Regions from separate parts of the Urocitellus parryii genome. Here region 1 is linked to region 2. The links are chromatin contacts, called in public Hi-C maps. All regions are on one chromosome and are shown on one strand. Each heading gives the region's core, a stretch centred on a gene start, on an enhancer-like site or on the middle of the called end of the contact. The rest is flanking DNA. Distances are from core to core; before and after follow the strand shown. Region 1 holds the start of LOC113178131 (olfactory receptor 7E24-like). Region 2 holds the start of LOC113179646 (putative UDP-sugar transporter protein SLC35A4).

Region 1 (6,326 bases), core at 2,649-5,148, 540 kb after region 2:
CCATTCCTCTTCCCTGTCACTGCAGAAAGAGAGCCTTGCCTGTGGTTCTCTTCCTTGTGGGATTCCTGGGGATCACAGGGCAGAGCAGGACGGGTGCCTGCTGTGTGAATTGTGTAAGAATGGCCACAGGTCACAGGAGAGTTCACAGTAGGGGAGGCTGATGATCATTCAGCACAGGTCATGCTAGTGGGCCCATTCCATGACCTCCTTGGACCTTACCATATGACCTTTCATGCTTGAAAACAGCCCTCTAATCTTAAAACAAACTTAATATTATGTCTTTATTTTAGTTTATTCTTACATCAATGGAAAGAACGTAAATGTATACCTTATATTAAAACCTTAGGACATAGGTAGAGAACTTTATGTTGTGTGGAAGAAAATATAAACAAACAGCGGATGGCTCTTAGAGTCTTTCAGTCTCATTTATTGTGTCTGTGAAGGAGCAAGCACTAGTGTCTGGATTCAGCATTGATATCTGAGTTGGTTTTTGTTTGATACAACTGCATCAACTAAGGATGAAATAGATACATTGTGCTCTTACAGGAATAATGCGGAATTTTTGAAAAATTTCTGAGCAAAATAAGATGTAGATATTATTTTTACTGTTAGTAGTGATTAGGTTAATCCTCATGCAACTCAGAGAATTTATGCCCTACTCAAAGTTACAATTTTTCTATTTCTGGATTGGATATAATAATTTTGATGCTCCAAACGTCTGTGCTGTGTATTTGGGAAGGTGTCCCTCTTTCTATTTGTGACTCTCTGGGGCTAATGCTTGTCTTGGCACAGGGAGGCATGTAAAACAAATCTGTTCCACATTGAATTCATCTGATCTTTCTTCCCCCAAATGGCCCAAATTAATTTGGATTCATGGACTTCTTGCTTCCAGTCTGTACTTTCATTCTTTGAAGCAATGCCCCATGAAATTCATGGCAAGTTAATCACTCTTGTTCTGTGTCCTTGTCATGGAAATAGAAACCCTTTATTTTTATTTAATTCCCTCTAACTTAGTCAAATTTGAGCACTCATGACATAGATTTTCTAAAGTAAAAAATAGCAAAATGTGGTAGGACCTGAAGGGACCCCCGAAACCCAAGCTTTCTACTGAGGCACATATCAGAGTTTCCCACTGTGGTGTCTCTGGGGTCTGTTGACAATTTCTTTCCTCAATACTGTTGGCATTTCCCTAATCATACACTTTAAATTTAAAGTGACAATGACCAATCAGTTATCAAGTTCTGAATTCCCCTTTGGTGCTGCACATGTTTTGGAGCTGGGGGTTGCTCTCCCTCTCTCCTTAAGCAGTCAGAGCCTGGAGAAGTGGAGTGATTCTCACACACTGGGCACACACTGGCAGGGCTGTGACATCAAGAAAAGTGTTGCTTTTAAAACTCAAATGCAAGCACTTTCACTTCTACCTGAGCAACATGGAAATATCCTATAAACCAGATTTCTTCAGGAGTCATTATGCAGAGAATATGTCATGGTCAGCAGTGTTTTGATGACACATATTAAGATGAAGATGTAGGTGAGAATCACAATCTCTAGGACAAGATTCCCCCATGTTTCTCCTTTACTAGCAAAACAACAATCCTTATTTTTCTCAAACCCTTTTTTAAATATTGAATTGGTATTGGGAACAAGAATAAGCTTTTGGTAACAAGTTGGTAACCTACCTAGGATCCCACAGCTGCCCCCACCCTAGTCTTCTTGGGCAGCTCTGGCACCCCAGGCAACTCCCTTCCACCCTAAGGATGCCAGGTGGCTGGTGAGCTTATTGAGAAATGACTGCTGGAGAACTAGGACCTTGTGGCTTTGTCTTGTGATGAAGCAGAGTAGCTGTACCTGTGGGTAATGTGAAAGACTGAGAGACTGTCCCAGCAGCTGCTAAGGCAACTTTTCTTATGGGGAAGTCCCATGTTCTGTCTCTGAATTCTAAAGATTGCTATATTTTGGTCTATTGGAGAAAAACCAAAAAGGAAACTTAACACAGTAAACCTGTGACTCATTTGGCCATCTGGTAACTTCCCCATCACAGGGGAAGAAATGCTTCTGGAGATGGGTCCAAGGGGTTCCCAGGGCAGAGGAAGACCTTGGCTTCAGACCAGTGGGGTTCTTGGCATATGTGATGGAGAAGAATTTCAGCAGGAGATGGACAGAGGCATGGGCAGAGGTTTATTTATGAAGGCAGATACACATGCAAGGGAGAATGTGGGCTGTCTTAAGGCTGAGAGGAAGCCCTGTTTTGGGCTGAGTGTCAAATGTTCATAGAAGGGCTGCATCCGGTCCTGGACAGGAGGTGAGCCAGGGCATCAGAACAGGGCATGGGCCAAGGGCGTTTTTTTCAAGATTTATAACTGTGCTTTCTACTTCTCAAAGGCTTGTGGATGTTTCCTTTAAGATTCAGTATTTCGACTCTTTTTATTCCAAATTCCTAGCTCACTAACAACTCAAATTTCTGAAGTAATTGTTCAAATCTCTCTATACGGTGTTAGTCCTGAAACAATTATTGTCAAATACTTATATTTTAACATAGGTAGTGGATGTTATTGAAATATGAGAAAGTAATATTCAATGGAGCTTTTTCTAAGTGCCAGGATGTTTTCAAACAGTGGTTTCCAACTCTGGTGTAAGAAAAAAAGCACCTAGGATTTCACATGCAGATATCCTGATTAAACTGGTGTTGGTCTGATTTCACAGTATGTGGATAATCTAAAATATCCAAAGATGAATATAACATTAACTGAGACAAAACCACTAGTTAGGTAATTGGAAAGTTTTTTAAAACCCAAGGTAGTTAATTATTTCCCCAAATTTAGACAAAATCAATCACAGTAAGAAGAGACAAATAATGAATCCAAGTAACACTCACATAGGTTAAGTGAGAGAATTACAATCTGCATATCAGGAATGCCTGACCAGAGAGTCCACAAAGTGGAAATAATGTGGTTAGAAATAAAAGTTGAGCTTTGGGCCTTTTTTTTTTTTTTCTTTGTGACGAAATCTTAAACTGCAAACTTGATGGACTGAGATCACAAAACCATGGAGCAGTTTTAAAAGGTCAGCTGGAGGACAGAAAAAGAAAAACAGTGAAGAGCTCTTCTATATGCCACCTATTCTGCTGATATTGTATGGGTTCACACAAATAAACCAGTATAAAATCAAACTATTCAAAGTGTTTTTTATCATTTATGTTTTTAATATTATCTCTTTCAGCCACATTTGTGATCAGGGTTACTATTGATTTTGTGCATTTATCTCAGTAGTATTTATTGATTCTGAAATGTGCCAAAGACAAGGAAATTTGCATCATATTACATACCTTTAACGAACAAGCTTTAACCTGCAGAAGAGGGCAATGAAAAACTTTAAAAAATGATGAGACACTTTGAAGATAAATGGCTCATGACCATGCTTCTGACTGAGATCTCATTACCCTCAACTTGTTAGCACAAAACAAAGTAAAATGAGCTGGTTCTTAATAAACTTTCATGAACATTATTTTTTCTTAATAAAAAACATTACTGTTCCTGAATTTCCCATCAAATGGTGGGCTATAATTTACTGCAAACATGAACTTCTTCTTTCTGCTCCTGGGCTTTTAACATTAATCAGTTAAATGTCTGAAAAAGGGTGTGGAGAGAGGGGTGAATGATGTAGATAGCAACAGTGAAAGAGTGTGCAAGTCTGGGTGTCTCAGGACTGAGACCTATGTTGAGGGCCTGTGGATCTCCAGTGTGAGCAGCTTCCTAGTGAATACCTGAATCCAGATGCATGCAGAGTGAGTGGAGCCTGCTGATGGGTTTCTTTTTTTTTCTTACACTCTTTGCTTTTCAAAAGGTGTCCAAGCAACACAAAAGCACACAATTTAACTCACATATCAGAATTCTATCTAATGGAACTCTCAGAGGATCCATACCTGCAGCCCCTCCTCTTTGGACTGTTCCTGTCCATGTACCTGGTCATGGTGCTTGGGAACCTGCTCATCATCCTGGCTGTCAGCTCTGACCCCCACCTCCACACCCCCATGTACTTCTTCCTCTCCAACCTGTCCTTGGCTGACATTGGCTTCATCTCTACCACAGTCCCCAAGGTGCTGGTGAACATCAAAACTCACAGCAGAGACATCTCCTATGTGGGCTGCCTGACACAGATGTCTATTTTTACAATTTTTGCGTGTATGGATTATATGCTTCTGAGTGTGATGGCCTATGATCGGTTTTTAGCCATCTGTCACCCCCTGCACTATTTGGTCATGATGAACCCTCGTCTCTGTGGCTTCTTAACTTTGCTTTCATTTTTGTTAAGCCTTTTGGACTCCCAGATGCACAATTTGATGATCTTGAAAATTACCAACTTCAAGAGTGTGGAAATTTCCAGTTTCTTCTGTGACCCTTCTCAACTTCTGAATCTCTCCTGTTCTGACACCTTCTCTAATAACATTGCCAAGTATTTTCTGGGAACATTTTATGGCCTTTTCCCCATCTCAGGGATCTTTTTCTCTTACTATAAAATTGTTTCCTCCATTCTGAGGATCCCATCCTCAGGGGGGAGGTACAAAGCCTTCTCCACCTGTGGGTCTCACCTGGCAGTTGTTGGCTTATTTATAGGCACAGGCCTTGGAGTGTACCTTGGGTCAGCTGCATCACATTCTCCCAGGAAGGGTGCAGTGGCCTCCATGATGTACACTGTGGTCACCCCCATGCTGAACCCCTTCATCTACAGCCTGAGGAACAGGGGCATTAAAGGTGCCCTGAGGAGGCTGCCCAGCAGGATGCCCTAAATCTCAGACCCTGTGGTGTCCAGTTGCAATGTGTGTTGGAAAATTCATTATAACTAATTATCAAGATTGTTTAATCTGCCTCTTCAGGAACATTGATGGGTTTAATACCACACATGATGTAAGTGCAATGCCTCAGCCAGTGATGGGAAGGAATGTTTGGGAGTTCTTCATATTTGGAACAAAGGATCACTTTGAAATAATGAAAGATTTTTGAGATGGTGATGATGAATATTTCTAAAAAACATCTATGTGATCAATGATGCTAATCATAATACTTGAGAATGGTTAAAAGACATTTTTTGACTTAATTTACTTCAACAATATTAATATAAAGCTAATTTTTTTAGGAAATAAAAAATTCTTAGCAGAGAAGAGCCTCTTCCTTAGTAGCGATAAACTGATAAACATTGGTACATCTTCATTTTCTGCTCCTCTTCTCCACCATTAAAATTAGGAAGCTCTTAAGAGTTGCTGATATGCTTTAGCTACTTGGTAAACTAGGAGCCTTATGCACTGAGCCACCAATGTCACACAGTAGTCAACAACCAGCCAGTGCCTCCAGCCCCTCAGCTTGAGGACCCCAGTTCAGTGGGCGCCATTATGCGTCTCTGTCTGCTGTCAATGTCAGCATCAGGAAGTATCTAACTGAGCGTGTGTTGACATCTGGAGGCTAATATCAGGGCCACTGGGCACCAGGGAGGTGGATCTTTGGAGCTGCCCTCCTTAGTTCTAAGTCAGCAGAGCTCCAGTGTGAATCAGGAGCTGCTGTGGAAGGGAAGGGTGGAGGAAGGACATTGTGTAGCATTATTTCTTTGCCATCAGGAGGAACATGCACTTTGTCTACCCAGATGGCAGAATGAGCTGCTGATTGTCAGGGATGATACTGTGAGTTCATAGGCTTTGTTGTGGTGAGCACAACAGAAAGCTCATGGAAAGTCCTCTTTAACTGCCACCTGACTCTTCCTGCCACACACTGTCATCCACATGGGGAGAAAAGACATCCCTTTAAATTGTGTCCTCAACACTCCAGATGGTCTGTGAAGGTGATGATGAGGATGTGAATGAAGAAGAGGATGACTTTTTGTTGGGGATTCTGAATGCCAGGTGCTAAGCTATGTACTACTTGTAGATTGTTTGAATTCACGTGCAAAGTCTTCCCATGGCATAAGTATTACCCAATTTTATTTTAGAGAATAGAAATGACCACAGGGGTGCATGTAACTTGGGCTAGGTATTCAGATTGGATAACTGCAGCCATGTTTGAAACACTGTGTGTATTTGAGGCTTATGGCATTTGTGCAACTCACTGCTGACAGGTTTTCCACTCCACAAAACAATCATGTGTTTCAGTTTCCTGTCACTCCAGGATGGGACCAGTTTTCTTGTGCACTTCCTTTGGAATTTCTGGTAGATTCCAGGACAAAGCAGTCAGGGCATCAGTTGCATCATTTCTGCAAGAATGGCTGAGAGAAGACAAAGGTCTAGGAGAAACATCCCCCTGTATCCCCAACTCCAGGACACACCTGCAGCTGTTACATCC
Region 2 (6,447 bases), core at 1,436-3,935:
CCTTTTTTAAAAAAAATATTTATTTCCTTTAGTTTTCGGCGGACACAACATCTTTGTGTATGTGGTGCTGAGGATCGAACCCGGGCCCCACATATGCCAGGCGAGCATGCTACCGCTTGAGCCACATTCCCAGCCCTGTGATCCTTCTCAACTTTTGAATCTTTACTGTTCTGACACCTTTTCTGATAACATATTCAAGTATTTTTTTTGTTGCCACATATGGCCTTTCCCCATCTCCAGGGTCCTTTTCTTTTACTAATTTTATGTCCTCCATTCTGAAGATCCCATCCTTAGGAGGGAAATACTAAGACTTCTCCATCTCTGGCTCTCACCTGGCTGTGTTTGTTTATTTTATAGAACAGGAATTCATGAATAATTTGGTTCAACTGTGTCACATTCTCCCCAAAAGGGTGCAGTGGCCTCAGTGATGTACACTGTGGTCACCTCCATGCTGAACCCCTTCATCTTCAGCCTGAGGAACAGGGACATTAATGGAGCACTGAGGAGTCTGCAAAGCAGATATGGTCCTATCTAGAATTCTAGATAGGGCAGAAAGGTGGGAGGGAAAGGGAGGGGCACGGGATTAGCAAGGATAGTGGAATGTGATGGACATCATTATCCAAAGTACACGTATGAAGACATGAATTGGTGCCGATATACTTTATATACAAACAGTTTTATGAAAAATTGTTTTATATATGTGTAATAAGAATTGCAATGCATTCTGCTGTCATTTATTTTTTTAATCAATAAAAATAAAAATAATAATAATAAAAAAGATATTGTGTCCACCCAAAACAAAAAATATATATTCAAAATAAGTTGAAAACTTGAAATCACTGTTCTATGTTAAGTAATTTCATCTACAGTAGGTTAACAATACAATTAACCAAGGCAATAAAACTATATTACAAATGTGACTGTTATATAAAAAAAGAATCCATCTGGTCCTTGGCTTTTTTTGTTTGGTAGGCTCTTGATGATATTTTTTATTTCATTACTTGAACTTGGGTGGATCATATGTCTAGAAATGTTTTAATATCTTTGATATTTTCTATTTTCTTGGAATATAAATTTTCAAAATAGTTTCTAATTATCTTTTGTATTTCAGACATGTCAGTTTTGATATTTTATTCTTCATGTTGTATTTTAGCAATTTGAGTTTTTCTCTCTCTTTCTTTTTGTTAGAATGACCAGAGGTTTGTTTATTTTATTTATTTTTTCAAAGAACCAACTTTTTTTGTCAGTTTTTCAATTGTTTTGATTTCATTGATTTCAGCTCTGATTTTAATTATTTCCTGTCTTCTACTGCTGTTGGTGTTGATTTCTTCTTCTTTTTTTCCTTAGGGCTTTGAGACATAGTTTTATTCATTTATTTGTTGACTTTTTATTCTTTTAATGAATGCACTCAATGCAATAAACTTTCCTCTCTCACTACTACCTTCATGATGTCCCTGAGATTGTGATATAATATGTCAGTGTTCTCATTTGCTTGTAAGAATTTTATTTCATCCTTGATTTCTTCTACTATCCATTCATCATTCAATAGTGTATAATTTAGTCTCCATTTGTTACAGTAGCTTGTATTTTTTATTTTATCATTGATTTCTTATTTCATTCCATTGTGATCTGATAGAATGTAGTGTATTCTCTCTCTCTCTCTCTCTCTCTCTCTCTCTCTCTCTCTCTCTCTCTTTGTTTTTACTAAGAGTTGCTTTGTGGAATAAGATATGGTCTATTTTAGAGAAAGAGTTGTGATTCTGAGAAGAAAGCATATACATTTGTTGATGGATTATGTATGTGAAGTCTGAATTATTGATTGTATTATTTAGTTATATAGTTTCCTTATTTAGTTTTTGTTTTGAAGATCTGTCCAGCAGTGAGAGAGGTGTGTTAAATTCACCCAGTATTGTTGTTCTGTAGTCTATTTGACTCTTGAAATTGAGAAGAGTCGAAGTTCGGCGGGGAAGATGGTGGATGACAAGGATTCTCTGCCCAAGCTTAAGGACCTGGCATTTCTCAAGAACCAGCTGGAACGCCTGCAACAGCGAGTGGAAGACGAAGTCAGCAGTGGTGTGGGCCAGGATGGCTCGCTTTTGTCCTCCCCGTTCCTCAAAGGATTCCTGGCTGGCTATGTGGTGGCCAAACTGAGGGCATCGGCAGTACTGGGCTTTGCAGTTGGCACCTGCACTGGCATCTATGCAGCTCAGGCATATGCTGTGCCCAACGTGGAGAAGACACTGAGGGACTACTTTCGGTCACTGCGCAAGGGGCCTGACTAGCTCTAGATCCTATGGGGAAAGCAGGATGAACAGCTGGGGCCTACAGGTGGAGGCCTTTCAAACACAGACACACTATCTGGCTTCCCCAGCTGTCATCTACTTACTGTCTCCACCTGTCCTGCCACCTTCATCTTAGTTTCTCTTCCTGCAGAGGGTGCACAGTGGCTTGTCAGACTGTAACCTGGACTCCTTCCCTCCCCAGCTCCATGAGACTGGCCCCAAGACCATGCTTCATCAGCCCCTACTCTCCCAGCCCTAACTGTAGAGTGTACAGATGACTCTGATCCTCAGTATTCTCTCTGGCAATGTACCAGCTCCTCCTGGAAGCTGGCTCCATAACTTAATATCCCTTAAATGTGCCCCAGTTCCTCTGCCACTTGCTAGTTACACAGGCAACCAGGATCTGATGAGGGCATGAGTGTAGAGGAAGGTGGTATGCCAGGCCTGGGCCGTCCTAGGCAGGCCCGCTGGACCCTGATGCTCCTCCTATCCACTGCCATGTATGGTGCCCATGCCCCACTGCTGGCGTTGTGCCATGTGGATGGCCGAGTGCCCTTTCGGCCCTCCTCAGCTGTGCTGCGCACTGAGCTGACCAAGTTACTGTTGTGCGCCTTCTCTCTCCTTGTGGGCTGGCAAGCATGGCCCCGGGGGGCCCCACCCTGGCGCCAAGCTGCTCCTTTTGCACTATCTGCCCTGCTCTATGGCGCCAACAACAACCTGGTGATCTATCTACAGCGTTACATGGACCCCAGCACCTACCAGGTGCTGAGCAATCTCAAGATTGGAAGCACAGCCCTATTCTACTGCCTCTGTCTCCGGCACCGCCTCTCTGCACGCCAGGGTTTGGCACTGCTGCTGCTGATGGCTGCAGGGGCCTGCTATGCAGCAGGTGGCCTTCAGGACCCTGGGAACACCCTTCCTGGGCCTCTAGCAGCTGCTGCCAGCCCCATGCCCCTGCATATCACTCCACTGGGACTGCTGCTGCTCATCCTGTACTCTCTCATCTCAGGCTTGTCGTCTGTATACACAGAGCTGCTCATGAAGCGACAGCGTCTGCCCCTCGCACTTCAAAACCTCTTCCTCTACACTTTTGGTGTGCTCCTGAACCTTGGTCTGCATGCAGGTGGTGGTCCTGGCCCAGGCCTCCTGGAGGGTTTCTCAGGATGGGCAGCACTTGTGGTGCTGAGCCAAGCACTAAATGGACTGCTCATGTCCGCTGTCATGAAGCATGGCAGCAGCATCACACGCCTTTTTGTTGTGTCCTGCTCATTAGTGGTCAATGCCATTCTTTCAGCAGCCCTGCTACGGCTGCAACTCACAGCTACATTCTTCCTGGCCACACTGCTCATTGGCCTGGCTGTGAGCCTGTATTATGGTAGTCACTAGCCCCTGGCTACCTTGCTTGCTTCTGATTCTATAGATTGGGCACCACCACCAGAGTCATCTCTCAAACTTCTTCCTTTCCTCCCCTTAGCAACTGTAATAAGTGCCTTGTGAGAAAAGCTGGAGAAGGGAGAGCAACCAAGTTAGTCTTGAAGTGGTGTATGAAGGAGGCTTCTAGGAGGCATGAAGAGTAGATTTGGTTAAGGAAACTTAACTTCCCCACCCACCCCCAAGTTCTTCCAAACTAAAGAATTGGGAGCATCAATACCTAGGCCTGAAAAATAACTCCATTCCTGATGGGGAAGGCCCCCTGCCTCATCTTCCATAAACACAAAATGAGGTATGGGTGACAAGTGGCTTTCCTTGCCCACTGTGGTCACCCCAGTATACCCACTACCCAGGCCTGGTGTTGGTGCACAAGCCCCGCCTTGGCGCATGACTTCTTCATAAGGGACACTCACACCCAACAGTCATGCAGGAAGGCCCAATTGCTACAAATTATATAGCTGTCACCTAGGCCACTCTGCCAAGGTCCCTCTGCTCTAGCACTGCCTGGAGATATATCCCCTACCCCCTCCACAGTGCTGCTTCCCTTACCCAGCCTTTGTTCTGGAAACCCCACAGAGGGCTGGGGCTTGACTCATCTCAGGGAATGTTGCCCCTGGATCCTGGCTTAAACCTATACCCCTAACCCCTTTGCTCACCCAAGGGCCCTATTGAAGCCCACTGCCACCTCTAAGGCTCTTAGGAGGTAGCATCTTTCCCACTCTGAGTCCTATCCCTGCCTAGTAGTGTCCCAGCTCCCAACAGCCTGGGAAAGCTCTGCACAGATTGACCTGGGACCAGGTACAGAAACTTCTATAGCTTAATCAATGTCTCTTTTAACTGCATAAGCAATAAGGTCTTAATAAAGTGTTCTAGGATGTAGGGTGCTTCCTACAACCAGTCAAAAAAAAAAAAAGAAATTGAGAAGAGTCTGTTTAATGTGCATAGATGTTCCACTGTTTGGGGCATAACTGTTTATAATTGTTATGTCCTGCTTATATATACTTCCCTTAAGAAGTATGAAATGTCCTTCTTTGTTTCTTCTGATAACTTTGGTTTGAACTCTACTTTATCTGAGATGAAAATGAAACCCCTGCTTGTATACAGAATCCATATGAGTGATAAGTTTTCCCCGCATCCTTTCACCTTCAGCCTGAAAATGTCTTTGTCCATGAACATATTGTTGAGTCTTGCTTTTTAATCCAATCTGCCAATCTATGTTTTTTGATTGATGAGTTTAGGCTGTTGACATCCAAGGTTATTATTGTGATATGTTTTGTATTCCCTGTCATTTTGATTTATTTCTGGTTTTTAATTTGACTTAGTTTCTCCTTTGATTGAATGTCCCTTTAGTGTAGATCCTCCCTTTGCTGATTTTCACTGACTAACAGGTCTTGTTTTTGTCTGGTCACTGAAACACAAGCCCTATACTTCTTCTTAACAGCATCTACAAACTTCAGTTACTCAAGAACAATGGCAGACATGTCCATGAGCCTAGGAAAAGTAAAGTAGGAACAGAGGGGAGTGAGAGGAGACCCTAGAGCTTGTTCTGAGACACACTTTAGAGTTTCTCATCGTTTCAATCCTGCAGAGTCCTTTGACAATTGTCCTGAGCAGGAGAACCACTGTTTTTTAAATGACTGAATGCTTCATTAAAAAAATGGCCAAATAAATGTAACTAAAGCATATGCTCATTAGGTTCAAATAGCAATGTTTTGTGATTTATATTTATATTGCATATTTGTACTGAGAATAGGCATTAAAATCTGATTATCTTTAAAACACAGAAGTGAGAGCAGTAAATTGAGTACATAAAGTCCCTCCCAATTAGAGCTAGGGTCCAAATCTTAAGTGGGCCTTCATTTTCTTTTCTTCATCTTTCTGCATTAATGTTGAGAAATCCTTAGAGATCACAGTGCATAGACCAGTTAATTCAATAATGAGCTCTGTGCATTGAGCTTCCAAGATCCTATATTAGTCCACATTCAGTCTGTGCCTGCAGCCCTTCAGTGCATGGTTCCTGTCCAGTGTGCTGCGTGGCTGAGTCTCCTGCTGTGGTTCTGCATCAGGAAGCTCCCAGCTGACAGCATATTCATGGGAATGCTGGGCACAGAGTCTGAGCCTTTGTTGGGCACCAGGTATGGGTAGGTCTTGGCATGTGCACTTCTTTTTCATGAGTCAGCAGAGAAGCAGTATAACCCAGTAGGTGCAGATGGAGCCTTGGGACCCTGGAAGAAAGATGGCAAGTATTGTTCCTCTATCAGAAGGACAAACATCACAGTTTGAGTGTCCAAATGGGAGTTTTTAGTGTGTAAATTTTCATGCATCATGTTTGAAAAGTTTACGTTTTATTTTTACTAGGGTATTAGATATCTTATTTAAAATGTGCTCTCCATTCACACTGGTTCTGTTTCCCATAGGGTTCAAAATGTGTCCTCAAAAGTGTTCACTAGCCTGGTGCAGCAGTGTGTGTATGTAATCCCTGTGGGTTGGGAGGCTGAGGCAGAGGTTTGCAAGTTCAAGGCTAGCCTCAGCAACTTAGCAAGGCCCTAATTAATGTAGGGAGCTCCTGTCTCAAAAAATGAAAAGAGCTAAGGCTATGGTCCTGTGGCTAGGCACCCCTGAGTTCAATTTCTGGTATACCAAAAAAGAAAAAAAAACAGAAAGAATGAATAGAAAAAAAGATTTCCTAAGCACCATGAAGACTCTGGTGGTGATAAGGATGAGGAGGACAATG

What was found. Hi-C and Micro-C count contacts between places; a contact is called where the count stands out from the background.
Region 1: a Hi-C map of muscle shows a contact between it and region 2, with 12 times the contacts expected there. The contact joins the promoter of LOC113178131 here to the promoter of LOC113179646 in region 2. A contact is called at or near these places in 2 of 2 Hi-C or Micro-C datasets (liver and muscle).

What each region holds. Positions count from the first base shown.
Region 1 is chr3:213,219,567-213,225,892 of mUroPar1.hap1, forward strand. It overlaps LOC113178131 (olfactory receptor 7E24-like), which reads left to right and starts at 3,899. Exons shown (of 1, transcript XM_077796562.1): 1 at 3,899-4,786. The coding sequence starts at 3,899. The coding sequence ends at 4,786.
Region 2 is chr3:212,678,045-212,684,491 of mUroPar1.hap1, forward strand. LOC113179646 (putative UDP-sugar transporter protein SLC35A4) reads left to right here and starts at 2,686. Exons shown (of 1, transcript XM_026384352.2): 1 at 2,686-3,932. The coding sequence starts at 2,697. The coding sequence ends at 3,668. It also overlaps the pseudogene LOC144253702.